4 separate regions of the Mus musculus genome follow, and regions 2, 3 and 4 are each linked to region 1. The links are chromatin contacts, called in public Hi-C, HiChIP or PLAC-seq and Micro-C maps. All regions are on one chromosome and are shown on one strand. Each heading gives the region's core, a stretch centred on a gene start, on an enhancer-like site or on the middle of the called end of the contact. The rest is flanking DNA. Distances are from core to core; before and after follow the strand shown.

Region 1 (3,498 bases), core at 719-3,218:
CTGTGCCGCGGAGGCGGCCGCAGGCCCCGGAGGGCCGCGCTCGATGTAATGGTCCTTGGTGAGGCGGACGCGCTGGTGCGCGCGGACACAGTTGTCGCACAGGTGTTCCTGGCAGTCGAGGCAGCGCGACGAGGCGGCGTTGCCCTCGTCGCAGGAGCTGCAGCCGTGCGGCCGGCGCATCAGCAGCGACCCGGGGGAGGCGGCCGGGCCGGGCGGCGGCTGCGGCGCTGGAGCGGCGGCGCGCTGGGCCGGGTGGTGCGCATGGTGCCGGTGGTTGCTGTGGCCGCCCGCGCCCCCGGGGCCGCCGCCCGCGCGCCCGTTCTTGGGCGGCGGCTCTTCGGCGGTGGCCACCACGGCGTCCAGCAGGTTGCTGAGCAGGAAGGCGGAGGATGGCAGCGCGTCCATGCCCGCCGCCTCGGCCAGGACCACCTTCTGGTCACATACGGGGCAGCGCAGCTTCAGCGCCTCGGCGGGGCCCGCGCCTCCGGGAGCGGGCAGCCGGTGCGCCTCGAGGCACGGCCGGCAGAAGGCGTGCAGGCAGGGCAAGACGTGAAGACGCCGCGCCGCCGCCCCGGGGCCGCCGCCGCCCGCCGACGACGTGGAAGTCTGCGAGGACGACGACGAGGCGGACGAGTTGGAGGAGAGCGGCGCGGGCGAGCCGCACATCTCCTTGCACAGCAGGCAGATCTGGAAGTCGGTCTCCGGGAACGAAGCCATTTGCAGGCGGGCTGGAGGGCAGAGGGCGCGCGGCGAGGAGGATGAGGGCGCGCGGCTCACTCAGCAGAGCGCATCGAGGACGCGGTGGAGGCGACCCCTGGGCCACCTCGGCAGGGCGGGTTTGCACTGCTACTCCTCAGCAAACGAGCGCCCGCACAAGTCTCAAAGTCCGCCGTGGAATCCGGTCCCCGCGGCGCAAACCAATTTGGTCCCAACGAGTCTTGCTTGTGTTGTTTTTTTTTTTTCCTTGCCCTCCGGCTAAATGAATTGAGCCTCCTGGAGGGAGGGGAAAACGTCCGGGAGTCGCAGCAGTCCAAGTCCCCGCGCGCGCCGCCGGCCGCCCCGCCGCATGACGCGGCGGCAGGAGCTCCTGCGTGGCGGCCGAGGCGCAGCCTCCCCCGCGGCGCGGTCGGCTCGGGCGCGCAGCTGCGCCTCGTGCGGGGGCCCCCGGCCCGCGGAAGCACGCGTGCCAAGTACGCACGCGCGCCCCACACGCTCCGCGCCCGTGCGCAGCCCTGCCGGGCCGCGGTCTCTATGCGCTCACACGCGCGCGCGCCCCACGCGGCCCGGCGCCCGCGTGTCCTCCGGCCTCCTGGCTCGCTCTCTAGCGCGCGCTCCGACCCTTCTCCGGCCTCAGGCGCTCCGCGGCGCGGGGCCGCAGGTCCCCGCGGGCCGCCCTGAATTATTCATCGGCGGGAAGATATTGGATGTACGGGCCGCCCGCTCCGCGCGGGGCCGTCGTGCAATGCTATCCGCGTTCCGCGCGAGCCGCGCGCCCCTCCTCCTCACGGCCGTCCTCTCCGAAACCTGGGCAGCGAAGGAGGATCACATTTCCTTTGTCATCGGGCCATTTCACCCTCGCTTGGGTCCCCCCTTCAATCCCGGAGCCTCGGGAACCGAGTCTCCCTCCCGGGCTTGCTCGAATCAGAGGAGTACGCGAGGGACCCGCGCGGCCACTTCGGGAGCCGCGTGGCCAACGCCGCCCGCGGCTCCCGCCTGCGTCATCCTCCTACGAACGATTCGCCGAGCGGGGATGCGGGTGGCCCCGGCTGCGCTGCGCCTACCGGGCTCAGGCTCTCCCGATGCCCTGGTGTCCTGGGTTGCTTTGGGCTTTATTTTGCACGACTCCCCCGAACGAGGGGCTGTGTGCGTGCGCGTGTCCCCCTTCTTTCTCCGCTTTGCCGCCTCTCAGAACGCGGGTTATTGGGACTGATCGGAATTCGGAATCCTTTTAATCTCCAAAGGAGCAAACTCACTTCCGCCCGAGTGCTGGGAGGGGTGGGGGAGGGGAGGCCGGGGAGGGGGTTCCAGGCAAACAGGAAACATTAGCCCTCTTGGCCCGGCCGGCTTTTGTGTACGCCTCCCCTCCTCCCACCACCCTCCTCCCCCGCTCCGGCCGCGGGGGAGACGATCGCCCCCAGGCCTCAGTGTGACGACCTTTGGAACCTCCTGGGCGAGGAACGCAGAGCGACTCTTCCGTTTATTAAAAAAAAAAAAAAGAAAGAAAGAAAGAAAAAAAGACTTCATTCTGAATCTTTGCCTCTTGGAAGCTGATGGCCACTGCCCCGGAGAGCTAGGTCCCCCCACCCCCAACACCACCATCACCCCCTTTTTTTTCTCTTCCTTTTCCTTTACATTTCTCTAGGACTCTACAAAGCTGAGACCGACCTCAAGCATCGCACAGTTGTGCAGTTGGATGCATGGAACTAAACGACTCTGAATTCTGGACGTCCAAGGGGCTGGTTGCTCTCAGTTTTAATGGGAGCCCAGGCAGCTGTTAAGAGAAGGCGACCCACTGACGGGCCCCGCGGCCATCTGGGTGGTGCCCCAGGCGGTTCTGAGGGTGAAACTTTAAGGCTCTCAGAAGAAAGACTTGGAAAGGCTGCTCTCAGAACTTTTTTTTTTTAATGCTACTTAAGATGGGTGTGGTGGTGTACCCATTATAATTCAGCAAGCAAGAGGCTAGGGCAGAACTACACTGTGAGACCCTCTGTCAAATTAACTCGCGAGTAAAATACATAAACAAATGCCATCAAGCTGTGTATAAAATTTCACTCTGTAGATTATACTTTGAAAGGAAAAAGACTGCACGCTGGACCCTCACACGTTCAAGATCTGGGCTACATGAAACCTCTCAAGAAAGTGATGAAAGAACTGGAAAGGTTAGCTCTGCAGTCCATCAAGAGGAGAGTTCAATTCTCAGAACCCCACTTTGGGTGGCTCTGAACTTCTTGCTTCATGTGCACATACCCCCACATAGACACACTGTGTGTGTGTGTGTGTGTGTGTGTGTGTGTGTGTGTGTGTGTGTGTGTGAGTGTGTGTGTGTGTGTGTGTATGATTATGAAAGCCTAGAAGAGAATGTAGCTTCCAATCTAAGTAACCATTCCTGGATCGTAATGATACGGATAGGATGCAATTCTAGATACTGCCTTTTATTCATGGGGAAAAAAAAAAAAAACAACAACAGAAAAGATCATTCTAGAAACATGAATCCATTCTGGACAGGCTGCTGAAGAGGCAAATCCCTTGGGGCTCAGATACTTCAGGGACAAGCCACACACACACACACTCCTCTCCCCCACCCCCACCCCCCACAAGTGACCTACAGCATCATGGGAAGACCAGAGACCCCTCTGCTTTCCAGAGCTCCACTGTCCAAACAACATCGAAGATCCCTTTGTGACCTTCTACTCCTGGGATGTGGAAGTGAAAATTAACTATGGGCCCTCCAAAACTGAACAGAGCTCCCCTAAACAAAGATGGGAGACTTTATAATAT
Region 2 (3,498 bases), core at 435-2,934, 220 kb after region 1:
ACAGTAAGTATCCCTGCTCCTCAGTCTCACGGACCAGCATTCTCATCGCCATTAATTTTGTGCACCCAAGTCACGGCCCAGCAAGGGCATTCCCTTCCCATCGGCTTCCCTTATGGATCAAGGCAGAGGCCTGATCCAAATCTCTGCCGCGGCCCTCGTCTTCGCATGGGCGTAAGACTGTAAAGTCTCTTTGACTCCAACCATCCTTTAATGATCAAAGAGGTGGCCTCTCGGGCTTTTATTTGGCTGATCAAAGCCCTTAGCCTGGGTCCCACACACCATCCACTCAAATCCAAGACTGCTTAGCACCAGACCTTTTTAGTTCCGTATTAAAACTGCCTGTGTCCCAATCTTGGTCCATTTAGGCACCCTTCTCAGGAGAGGCGGAACGTCTTCCTCCCACCTTTCTACACTCTAGGCATCCAAAATAACGGTTATGGAAGGCACAAAGCTCTGGCCCTGTACCAGCCCCGGGGGGGGGGGGTCGGGGAGGGGGGAGGCTGCTCCAGCTTCGCTGGCAGGTCCCAGCTTCCGGGTCTGTGACCTTGCACTGGGGTCCCTACATCTCTCCGCAGCTTTCTACAAACCACCACTCCCCTCTCCACCCATGATAAGTAGGGAATTCAAACGGCCCAGCCCAGTTTCAAAACACACCACACAAACAGAAAAGGTATTGTAGACGAGACATTTGCACAGAGGTTGAAAAACAAAAACGGGAGGGAAAAAAGAAGGGTGGGTAGAGAGCGAACAGGATCAGGCCTGGTAAACTTCTGGTCGGGCCAGAAGCTTTTGTGCAGCTCTGGTCACAGTAACAGCCGGCTGCTCGCCTTGCCCTGCCTGGCTCCAAGCGAGCACCAGAAGCCCCCTAGCCACAAGCCTGCCTAGTTAACCTAGTTAACTAGTTCTGCCTTCTGAGGCGCCTCGGAAGGCTGACAGGGCGCAGGGGACCTGGCGATGGTCTGAAAGGCGGCGCTTCTCCCGATCCCCAGCAGAGATTCGAAAGTCAAGCCGAGCCCTCTTGTCGCCGAGCTCTACCCTCTCGGGCGGGAGCCCGTGCGCGGCCTGGAGATGGCAGGGGATAGCAGGAGACTCTCCCTCCCCCAGCCCGGGTGCGAGACGTGCGGCCTGGAGAAGAGGAAGGAAGACGAGGAGGAACTCGCACCCCGGGTTTCGGTGGGGAAGTGAGCTGGGCCCGGTAGGGAGGCAGCTGGAGAAGTGAGGGGGCCAGGGATCCTGTCGGCTGTTCCCGGAACTTTCTAGGGGGACACTGGGGCATCAAAGGGGCGCGCGGTGCTCCCAAGGTCCGGGCCAGGTGCAGCCCCGTGTACGGGTCCCCAGGTTCCACTCCACTCTTCTTACCATCTGCGCCACTTTGAACAGGGCGCCGTGGGTGAGCGGGTACACCCGGTCCAGCAGTCCCTCCGAGGGCTGGCCTGGCCCCAGCGCGCCGCCGCTGCTGCACGTGGTCCGGACGAGCCCCGATCCATGAGACATCGCGCGACCCAGCCCGGGCTGGCCGCCTCCGAGGCCCGGGGACCTCTGGCCGGTGAAGCTGGGACGGGACGGGGCGGAGCCTCAGGGGCGGGGCGCACGGCTCCCTCTTCCCAGCTGCGGCCGGACCCGGAGAGGACTCGGGAGCAGATGCCCCGCAAGCCCCTGCCCTCTAGACACGCGGAAGTTGGACTGGCGTGGGCAGGAAACCGGACGCCTGGGGCCCTGGCCTCTCCCAGGAGCGCACCGCCCAGGTCACAGCTGGTGATGAGCCTCCAGGGATTTTTTGTGTGGGTGCGGCTGCTACTAGGTACTGACACGAGTAGGGGGAAATGCCCTGAGCATACCGTGCTGCGCTGTTCATTTCTGCTTCTGTGTGTGTGCACGGGGCACGCACCTGTGCCACCATCACCTACAGCAATAAAAACAGGTCCATCGCCTCAGGACCTTCCTCCCCCACCCTCCCACCATTCTGCTTTCTTTCTTATTATTTTTTTTTGTTGTTGTTATTTTTGCCTTTTTTTCTTTCTTTCTAAAAACATACTCTCTCTTGCCAGAGTTGGGTAGCACTTATTTTTAATTCCAGCACTAGGAAGGCAGAGGCAGGAGGATCTCTGTGAGTTCGAGGTCAACCTAGTCTACATAGTGAGCCCCAGGACAGCCAGGACTACACAGAGAGATCCTGCCTCAAAAACAAACAAAACAAACAAACAAGCCAGGCTCTCAGTGTGTACCACTGGCTAACCTGGAACTCCTGTATAAACCCAGCTAGCCTCAAACTCGCAGGTATTCTCCTTGCCTCTGCTTCCCGGGTGCTGGAATGATACCATACCCAACCGAGGTGACTCTAGGCACTGTCAAAGTCGACAGTTAAAGCTAATCAGGACACCACTCTCAGCATCGCAGTACATCTTTTTAAGTATGTATGTGTGTGTGTGTGTGTGTGTGTGTGTGTGTGTGTGTATACAGAGGCCAGTGGAGGATGTCTAGTGTCCTGCTCTGTCACTCTGTCTACCTTACTCTTCGGTGAAGAGAGATTCGTCTATCTCAGGACATAGAAAATGTCTGATAAAAGCAGCCTAAGAAAAGAGGAGAGATTCTTTTGTCTCATGATGGAATGTTTACTTTTCTTTTCCTGGTCTGTTATTGGACCTGGGGTGAATAGAAGTTTGTTTGTCTCAGTGTTAGAAGTCAAACAACACCAGGTTAGTCCTAATTTATGCTCCCTGCCCACACGCAGGGTTTCTCTGTATATTACTGGCTGTCCTGGAACTCACTCTGGAATCCAGGCTGGCCTCAAACTCAGAGATCTGTCTGCCTCTGCCTCCCCAGTACTGGGGTTAAAAGCGTGTGCCACTACTGCCTAAGACTTTTTTTTTTAAATAGATTCTTTGATTTTTTTTTTAACTTAGTGAATTTATTTTATGTGTATGGGTGTTCTGCCCACATCTAGCTCTGTGCGCCATGTGTGTGCCGGGTGCCTGCAGAAGCCAGAAGAAATTACAAAGCTGGAGTTACAGTTTTAAGTTGCCATGTGCAGGCTGGGAATTGAACTTGGGTTCTCTGGAAGAGCAGCTGGTGCTCTTAATCATTCAATGAGTCATCTCTCCAGTCCAAGGAAGACTTTTTTGTTTTGATAGTCAACAAGATTGAAGCCTCATCAAAAGTTAAAATGGCCAGAGATCAGACTATACATTTTGCTAATATGCTCAGCCAAAATGGTTACCCCTTATAACGCCAAAAACCCCACAGTCTCCTCTTCTCTCATGTATTCTAAGTACCTACCTTTGCATAGGTCCCAGCTTACAGCATCAACCGTATCAGATGTATCAAACCTTCCCTGCCCATGACAGTGTCCTGCTTACAGGTCACTTTTTGTGTACTTGCCTTTGAGACACGGTCTCACTAAGTATCCCTGGCTGTCCTGGAACTCGGTAGGAAGACCAACCTGGCCTTGAACTCACAGAGATCCACATGCCTCTGCCTCCGAGTGCTGGGATTAAAGGT
Region 3 (3,498 bases), core at 416-2,915, 160 kb before region 1:
TTTTTAAAAAAATTCAAATTTTGGGCTGGGCGTGATGGTACACACCTTTAATCCCAGCACTTGGGAGTCAGAGGCAGGCAAATTTGAGTTCAAGGCCAGACTGGTCTACAGAGTGAGTTCCAGGACAGCCAGGGCTACGCAGAAAAACCCTGTCTCGAAAAACCAAAAAAAAAAAACCAAAAAAAAAAACAGCTTTATTTAGGATATTTATTTGTATATTAGTATATATGACCCCGTGTGTGAATGCCCACATGTGTGTATGTGCGCCATGGTGTACATGTGGAGGTCAGAGAATGATATCTGGTGTGTGTCCTGCTCTGAGGCCGTTTGTCCTACTGTTCTCCTTTGCATAACCCAGGCTACCTGGCCCCAGAGTTCAGGATTCGCCCATCTCACTGTAGGAGTGCTGCGCTGTGCAGGTTCTGAGAGTACTCACTCCCGCCTCCCTCTCACATCGTCGTGCCCCACCCGTATCCCCACCCCAAACCCTCTATCACTAAAAACAACTACCAGCCCAGTCTTCAGGCTATCTTCTAGAGTTCCAGGCCAGCTAAAGATACACAGTGAGGCCGGGCGTGGTGGCGCACGCCTTTAATCCCAGCACTTGGGAGGCAGAGGCAGGCGGATTTCTGAGTTTGAGGCCAGCCTGGTCTACAAAGTGAGTTCCAGGACAGCCAGAGCTACACAGAGAAACCCTGTCTCAAAAATCCAGAAAAAAAAAAGATACACAGTGAGAAGCTGCCTCAGAAAAACAAACAGAAAGAAAGAAGGAGAGAGAGAGAGAGAGAAGGAAAGAAAGAAAGAAAGAAAGAAAGAAAGAAAGAAAGAAAGAAAGAAAGAAAGAAAGAAAGGAAGAAAGAAAGAAAGAAAGAAAAAGGGGATTTAGGGGTGTGGCCCAATAGTAGAGTACTTGCCTAGAATTAATGAGGACCTGAGACTCACCGATAGCATTGCAAAAAGTAAGTGAAATAAATAAATAAATAAATAAATGAGATAATGCCTAAAATAAATGAATATTGTTATTGACTACAACTCATTAAAGCTGGGAAAATCTCATGTATATTTAAGTCAACGTCAACTAAAGCAGAGGTGATGACCCATGGCTATACTTCCAGCATTCAGGAGGCAGTAGGCGGAAGATCAGAAGTTGCCAGAGGGAAGGGCTACTGTTCTCATTAAAAATCAGGGCACTTCAAAATAACTTGGCCATAGCTGAGTCACACTTAGAATTCCTCTGTAACCTACTACAGTGCTTCTTCACCTTTGCTTTCACTGAACCTCGGAGCTGGGTCCGGGTCTAGGACTTCAGGGTTTCTGGGCTGGGGCCCAGAGTCTGCATTTCCATGTTTAAGTCTCGTTGGCCTGTGGACCACACCTTGTGAATGTTAGACCACGTGCTAGGGAGAGTTTTAGGGGCTAGGCTTCTAAGGCCAGAGCACTGAGGACTGACTGGCTGGTTTCCTCTTCCCTGCTCAGTTCTTTTCTGGCAGCCGGGACAGGCTGAAGGCCCCTGTGAATGGCCAGCCCCTGAACTTCATCATTGCTCATTCAGGGGTGCCGCCATTCCGGAAGGAAACACAGTTGTGGGAGATGCATAGACCACAGCTGCTTCTGAGTCACGTGGCCTACAGAGGCTGGACCTCCACTCGCAGCACAGAGCCTCGGGGCGGGGCGGAGCTGGGGGCGGGTCCTGGCATAGGGTCCTCAACAACCCCCGGAGGTGCAGCGGCTGGCCAGAGCGCCCACTGCCTAACGGAGAGACCCCATCGTGGCGCGATCATGCTCCGGGTCCCCCTGTGTACGCCGCTCCCGCTCCTGGCACTGCTGCAACTGCTGGGCGCTGCGCACGGCATCTATGTAAGTCTCCGGTGCCACCGCGCGGGGACGCTCCGCCGCTGGGAAGCGGGCAGAGGCCGAGGAAAGCCGCGGCTCTGCAAAGTCGGGATCCGGGTTACCCTCGATCACCCGCTCAGAGCAGGCAGGCCGCCGAGGCGCAGGCAGTGGTCGGGCCTCCCGTAGGAGGCGGGCCGGACGGGCGGGGCGCGCGTCCTTCCTGGTTGCTGGCGCGCGTGGGTTCCGCTGCGGCGGTCCCGTGTGCACGGACCTGCTTCCCGGTTTGTGCAGCGCGGTCGGGGGCTAGCTGAGGTGCGCCTGAGTCTTTCCAGCTTCGGTTTCTGGGGAGAGGGGTCCAGGCTGCGCGGGGCTGCTAGAGGGCTCCGCGGGCAGTGGCGTGGGGCGCGATCCTTGCGGAGTTCGGGCTTCATGGAACGCTCCGGAAGGAGAAAAAATGGGGTCAGGAGTGGCTCCTGCAGTGGGGTCACAGGAATATTCGCTTTCAGAGACTTCTCCCTTTTCAAACATACTGTTCATGTTTCTCGCTAGCCACCTGCTGGCTGCTTTTAGTTTGAGGTGTGCATCGCCTTGTTTGTTGGAAGCCTTTTTCTTCTTTTAGGGTTTGGCGGTGCGGGAGGAGGGTGGGAAGAGGCCAAGTGCTACAGGCGAGGTCTGGGTGGCAGGGCAGTGGCTGAGGCGCGTGGGACACGCACCTGGGGAGGTCTGCACCGAACCTGCGAAGGGGACAGGGCGTGGTGGAACGGGGCTCCTACTCATTTGCACTTTGAGCGAGTCACCTTGGGGCCCTCCAGATGGACTGAGTCGGGTAAGTTCAAGTACTTGGTAGTAGACTTTGAACCTTGTAGACTTGTAAAAATTACACTCTTGGAAATGGCACACGTTTATCTAAAACCAGAGTTGAAACTTGTTTAAGTTTCTGGAAAACAGTTGCTGAAAATGCTTTCGATTAAGGAGAACGAAAATTTAGTGCCGGCTGCTCCGTCAGAGCTTGAGGTCTTGAGAACCAGTGGGCAGAGGCTCCAACAGGTAGGGGAAAGGAACCCATATATCTGGAGTGTCAGGATGGGCAGGAAGAGATAAGGATTTATGGAGGTGTCACCAGTCTGATGTAAGTCACCAGGCAAGAAATTGAGGTGCCCTGTGAGAGCCGAACCCTGAGACGCTGCTTTGTGATCTCCGCGGGAATTCTTAATTATGTAGCTATCCCTCTTGAGCAGTTAGATTAGAGCCAAGAAATTCCAGCCAACTGGCTTTCAGTTATTTTTGTTTGTTTGCATCTGCAACGTTAACTCTCAAACTTCAGACCTAGATTAAAAATTAAAGCCGGGTGGTGGTGGTACACACCTTTAATCCCAGCACTCGGGAGGCAGAGGCAGGCAGATTTCTGAGTTCGAGGCCAGCCTGGTCTACAGAGTGAGTTCCAGGACAGCTAGGGCTACACAGAGAAACCCTGTCTCTAAAAACAAAACAGAACAAAACAAAAAAAAATAAAATGTGTGTGTGGGGTTGTTTAGTTTTGGGGGGGGAGTTGGTTTTGTTTTTTTTTCCTTTTTCAAGACAGGGTTTCTCTTTGTAGCCCTGGTTGTCCTGGAACTCACTCTGTAGAGCAGGCTGGCCTGGAAGTCAGAGATTCTCCTGCCTCCA
Region 4 (3,498 bases), core at 629-3,128, 140 kb before region 1:
TTTTCCCTCCCTGCTGACAGCGATCTCTCCTAAAGTGACAAACAAATTGGCTGTTGTTTTCTCTCTCAAAGGGGGGCTTACCTGCTTGGCTACTAGAGAAACAATCTATCGTTCTCCGGTCTTCTGACCCAGGTGAGTTACCGTTGCCCCTTAAAAGACTTACGAGAGACTAGACACTTGATATCAAAAGAACCAGGCATTTGAAGGGGGACTTCTGTATAAATACCCCTGAGTAGGGTGGAAGTCTCATTTCACTGGACAGCGAGTATGTAGGAGACACAGCTTCCTTTGCAGGCTTGAACAGATCTCACTGATAAGCGGGCCGCTTTTTGAGTTTGCAACCTGGTTGGCGGTTAACCAACTGGGTTCAGCACTTGTATTTTCTTCCTACACACTTAGTATATTACGCAGCCAGCGAGTCAAAATGGCAGGGTTGTTTCTGGGATGATGTCACTAGTTTTCTTGGTAGCTGTGTGTCTTCTGGTTTTTTTTTTTTTTTTTTTTTTTTTTTTGCATTTTCAGAGTGATTTGTCAGTGACAGCTTTTCGTCTTCTCTTTTCAGAACATGAGACATTATTTTAGCTGTAAGACCTTAAACAGTCATTCAGTTGCATCTCTGTTTTCACAAATGTGTGCGTGCGTTCGTGCATTTGTGTGAGTGTGCCCGTGTGTGCTCATGTGTTTGTGTGTGCATGTGTGAGTGTGTGTTGTGTGCCTGTGTGTTTGAGTGTGTGCACATGAGTGTGTGTACATGAGTGTGTGCATGTGTCTGCCTGCATGTGGGCCTGCCTGCATGTGGGCCTGCACTCTTACCTTATTACTGCTGTTTTCACATGTGTTGTCTCCTGAATCTTCCTAACCATTAAAAAAAAAAAAAACTTATTTATTTTTGTGTGCATGTGTCTGCCTGCATGTGGGCCTGCCTGCATGTGGGCCTGCACTCTTACCTTATTACTGCTGTTTTCACATGTGTTGTCTCCTGAATCTTCCTAACCATTAAAAAAAAAAAAACTTATTTATTTTTATGTGCATTGGATGTTTTGCTTGCTTGAATGTCTGTATGAGTGTGACAGGTCCCCTGGAACTGGAGTTGCAGACAGTTGTAAGCTGCCATGTGGGTGCTGGGAATTGAACCCAGGTCCTCTGGAAGAGCAGCCAGTGCTCCTAACCCCTGAGCCATATCTCCTGATAACTGTATGAAGCACCTGTTTTTGTCAGTCTCCTTTGAGGTTGTAAACAAATGGTTTATTAGATGTTACTTTGGTGTGGGAGACACACACCTGTAATCTTCACACTTGGAAAGTGGAGGCAGGAGGATCAAGGTTTCAAGGTCTTTCTCAGCTACAGATCAAGGGTGATTCTAGCCTTCCACCTTTAAGTTATTTGTTTTGTTTTGGAGATAAGGTTTCTCTGTGTAGCCCTGGATGTTCTGGGACTCTCTATTTAGATCAGGCTAGCCATGACCTCAAAGATCTCCTGCCTCTGCCGCCCCCCCGCCCCCGGCACTGGGAGCATACTCCTGCCTCTGCCCCCCCCTCCAGCACGGGGAGCACACACACCTCCATGCCTTGTTAATGACTATAATGCATGTCACTTACATCACATGCATGCTTGCTTGATGCCCACAGAATTCAGAAGAGGGTGTTGGATGCCCTGGAACTGGAGTTAAACACAGTTATGAGGCACCATGTGGGTGCTGGGAATTCCACTTTACACTTTATATTGCTGTAGGTAATGCTGACGTTCTGATCCTCCTGCCTCCACAAGTGCGGGGATTACAGGTGTGTGCTTTCACGCCTAGCGCTGGGGATCAAACACCAGGGCCTGGTGCACGCTAGGTAGGCACGCTACCAACTGAGCCACATCCTTTACCCAGCTAACTTAATTTAGAAGGAAAAAAGGCCCTGCTGTGTTTGGGAGGAGGACGCAGTATTCAGCACCTCTCTGTGCCTATCCCACAGGGCCTGGCTGCCTCTGCTTCTAACTCTAAGCCCCATAGCAGGGTAAGTTGCCAGGAGTACGCAGATGTCAGGACAACTAGCTTAAAGAACTGTGTTCAGCAGACTGTGGCTGCCTCGTTTTAGAAGATAACTGAGGGCAGTGTATCCTGGGACAGGCTGTGGCGGAGTCTCCTGGCTTTAAAAGGATGAGGCTGCCTAGCTCAGCTGACTTGAATTTGAGCCCTGGAACCCACTGTGGGACTTGTGCTCATGTACTCCCATATACACTTGCACACACACACACACACACACACACACACACACTAACCATATGACAAGCTAGTTGACAAAGGCTTGCGACAGTTGCCACACCATCCTGTTTTGCAGACTACCTTGTAGCTGTGGATAAATGGCTGGCAGTCCTTCTGCCCAAGATGAAGCCCCTGCTCTACCAGAACGGAGGACCGATCATAACCGTGCAGGTACCTGGAGCTGAGCTGTGTGTGGAAGGAGGGAGAGACGGGGGTGCAACCGTCCATCAGCGTTATGTAAATGACAACTGACACCTGGCTGCAGTACTGAAAATGACACTTTTCTTGTAACTGACTCTGGGGAAAGGGTTAGCCTGTCTTCTTTCTCTTCTCTTCCCCCGGCCCCCTGTCTATCTGTCTCTTGTCTCTCTGTCCTTCTCTGTCTCTATTCCTCTTCCTGTCTCTGTCTCTCTGTCCTTCTCTGTCTCTATTCCTCTTCCTGTCTCTGTCTCTCTGTCCTTCTCTGTCTCTGTCTCTGTCTCTCTCTCTCTCTCTCTGTCTCTCTCTGTCTCTCTCTGTCTCTCTCTCTCTCTCTCTCTCTCTCTCTCTCTCTCTCTCTCTCTCCCCTTCAGTTTGCGTCTCATGTATCTCAGGCTGATAGCGAACTCCGTACCTGAGGATAACTTGGAGCTTTTGCTCCTTCTGTCTTACCTCTACAGTGTCGACATGACAGGCTGCACCACACACCTGTCGTATGTGGTGCTGAGGATCAGACCTAAGACCTTGAGCACACAGTCAGTCTACCAGCCGAGCTACACCCACAGCCCAGGACCCTTGCCCAGAATTACGTACATTTTATGTTCTTAGCTACCACTGAACCCAAAAAATTCCAGGACAGGATTTGAACTAGAAAAACAATCAACTTTACTTTTTTTTTTTTTTTTTGGTTTTGGTTTTTGAGACAGGGTTTCTCTGTGTAGCCCTGGCTGTCCTGGAACTCACTCTGTAGACCAGGCTGGCCTCGAACTCAGAAATCCGCCTGCCTCTGCCTCCTGAGTACTGCAACTTTACTTTTTTTAATTGTTTTATTTAAAAAAATTTAAGCTGGGCAGTGGTGGTGCACACCTTTAATCCTAGCACTTGGGAGGCAGATTTCTGAGTTCGAGGCCAGCCTGGTCTACAGAGTGAGTTCCAGGACAGCCAGGGCTACACAGAGAAACCCTGTCTCAAAAAACCAAACCAAACCAAACAAAATAAAACATTTAAATTGCTTATTTTATTTTATGAGAACAAGTGTTTTGTCAGCG

What was found. A called contact is a pair of places that touch in the nucleus more often than the background predicts. HiChIP or PLAC-seq counts read pairs in DNA pulled down with a chosen protein or histone mark.
Region 2: a contact with region 1 is called in a Micro-C map of embryonic stem cells, with 2.2 times the contacts expected there. The contact joins the promoter of Cmtm7 here to the promoter of Trim71 in region 1. A contact is called at or near these places in 1 of 484 Hi-C or Micro-C datasets (embryonic stem cells), 2 of 115 datasets of contacts at active chromatin or transcription factors (both in embryonic stem cells) and 1 of 9 other capture datasets (pancreatic islet).
Region 3: an H3K4me3 HiChIP or PLAC-seq map of embryonic stem cells shows a contact between it and region 1, with 24 read pairs. The contact joins the promoter of Glb1 here to the promoter of Trim71 in region 1. A contact is called at or near these places in 13 of 39 promoter capture datasets (the 3T3-L1 cell line, 3T3-L1-derived adipocytes, the HPC-7 cell line and 8 more), 1 of 15 datasets of contacts at CTCF or cohesin (CD8 T cells), 16 of 484 Hi-C or Micro-C datasets (the AML12 cell line, differentiating embryonic stem cells, embryonic somatosensory cortex and 5 more), 17 of 115 datasets of contacts at active chromatin or transcription factors (the NIH/3T3 cell line, T-cell acute lymphoblastic leukemia, bone marrow-derived macrophages and 9 more) and 3 of 9 other capture datasets (adipose tissue, liver and pancreatic islet).
Region 4: a contact with region 1 is called in a Hi-C map of double positive thymocytes, with 2.2 times the contacts expected there. The contact joins the enhancer-like site here to the promoter of Trim71 in region 1. A contact is called at or near these places in 12 of 39 promoter capture datasets (the 3T3-L1 cell line, 3T3-L1-derived adipocytes, the HPC-7 cell line and 8 more), 1 of 15 datasets of contacts at CTCF or cohesin (CD8 T cells), 29 of 484 Hi-C or Micro-C datasets (the AML12 cell line, B cells, CD4 single positive thymocytes and 23 more), 20 of 115 datasets of contacts at active chromatin or transcription factors (CD8 T cells, the HPC-7 cell line, the NIH/3T3 cell line and 13 more) and 3 of 9 other capture datasets (adipose tissue, liver and pancreatic islet).

What each region holds. Positions count from the first base shown.
Region 1 is chr9:114,562,401-114,565,898 of GRCm38.p6, forward strand. It overlaps Trim71 (tripartite motif-containing 71), which reads right to left and starts at 1,969. Exons shown (of 4, transcript NM_001042503.2): 1 at 1-1,969. The coding sequence starts at 717.
Region 2 is chr9:114,780,309-114,783,806 of GRCm38.p6, forward strand. It overlaps Cmtm7 (CKLF-like MARVEL transmembrane domain containing 7), which reads right to left and starts at 1,685. Exons shown (of 5, transcript NM_133978.2): 1 at 1,360-1,685. The coding sequence starts at 1,494. It overlaps Gm9888 (a long non-coding RNA gene), which reads left to right. Exons shown (of 3, transcript XR_003948087.1): 2 at 1-3; 3 at 990-1,364.
Region 3 is chr9:114,399,413-114,402,910 of GRCm38.p6, forward strand. It overlaps Glb1 (galactosidase, beta 1), which reads left to right and starts at 1,666. Exons shown (of 16, transcript NM_009752.2): 1 at 1,666-1,857. The coding sequence starts at 1,780. It overlaps Tmppe (transmembrane protein with metallophosphoesterase domain), which reads left to right and starts at 1,683. Exons shown (of 2, transcript NM_001200002.1): 1 at 1,683-1,857.
Region 4 is chr9:114,421,618-114,425,115 of GRCm38.p6, forward strand. It overlaps Glb1 (galactosidase, beta 1), which reads left to right. Exons shown (of 16, transcript NM_009752.2): 4 at 72-132; 5 at 2,328-2,422. Among named protein-coding and RNA genes, the nearest start is that of Tmppe, 22 kb to the left of the region's middle. Within about 2 kb of position 1,879, at least 7 of the 459 cell types and tissues checked have an H3K27ac peak or open chromatin away from gene starts, as enhancers often do. A contact at or near this core is called in double positive thymocytes, where this site is marked.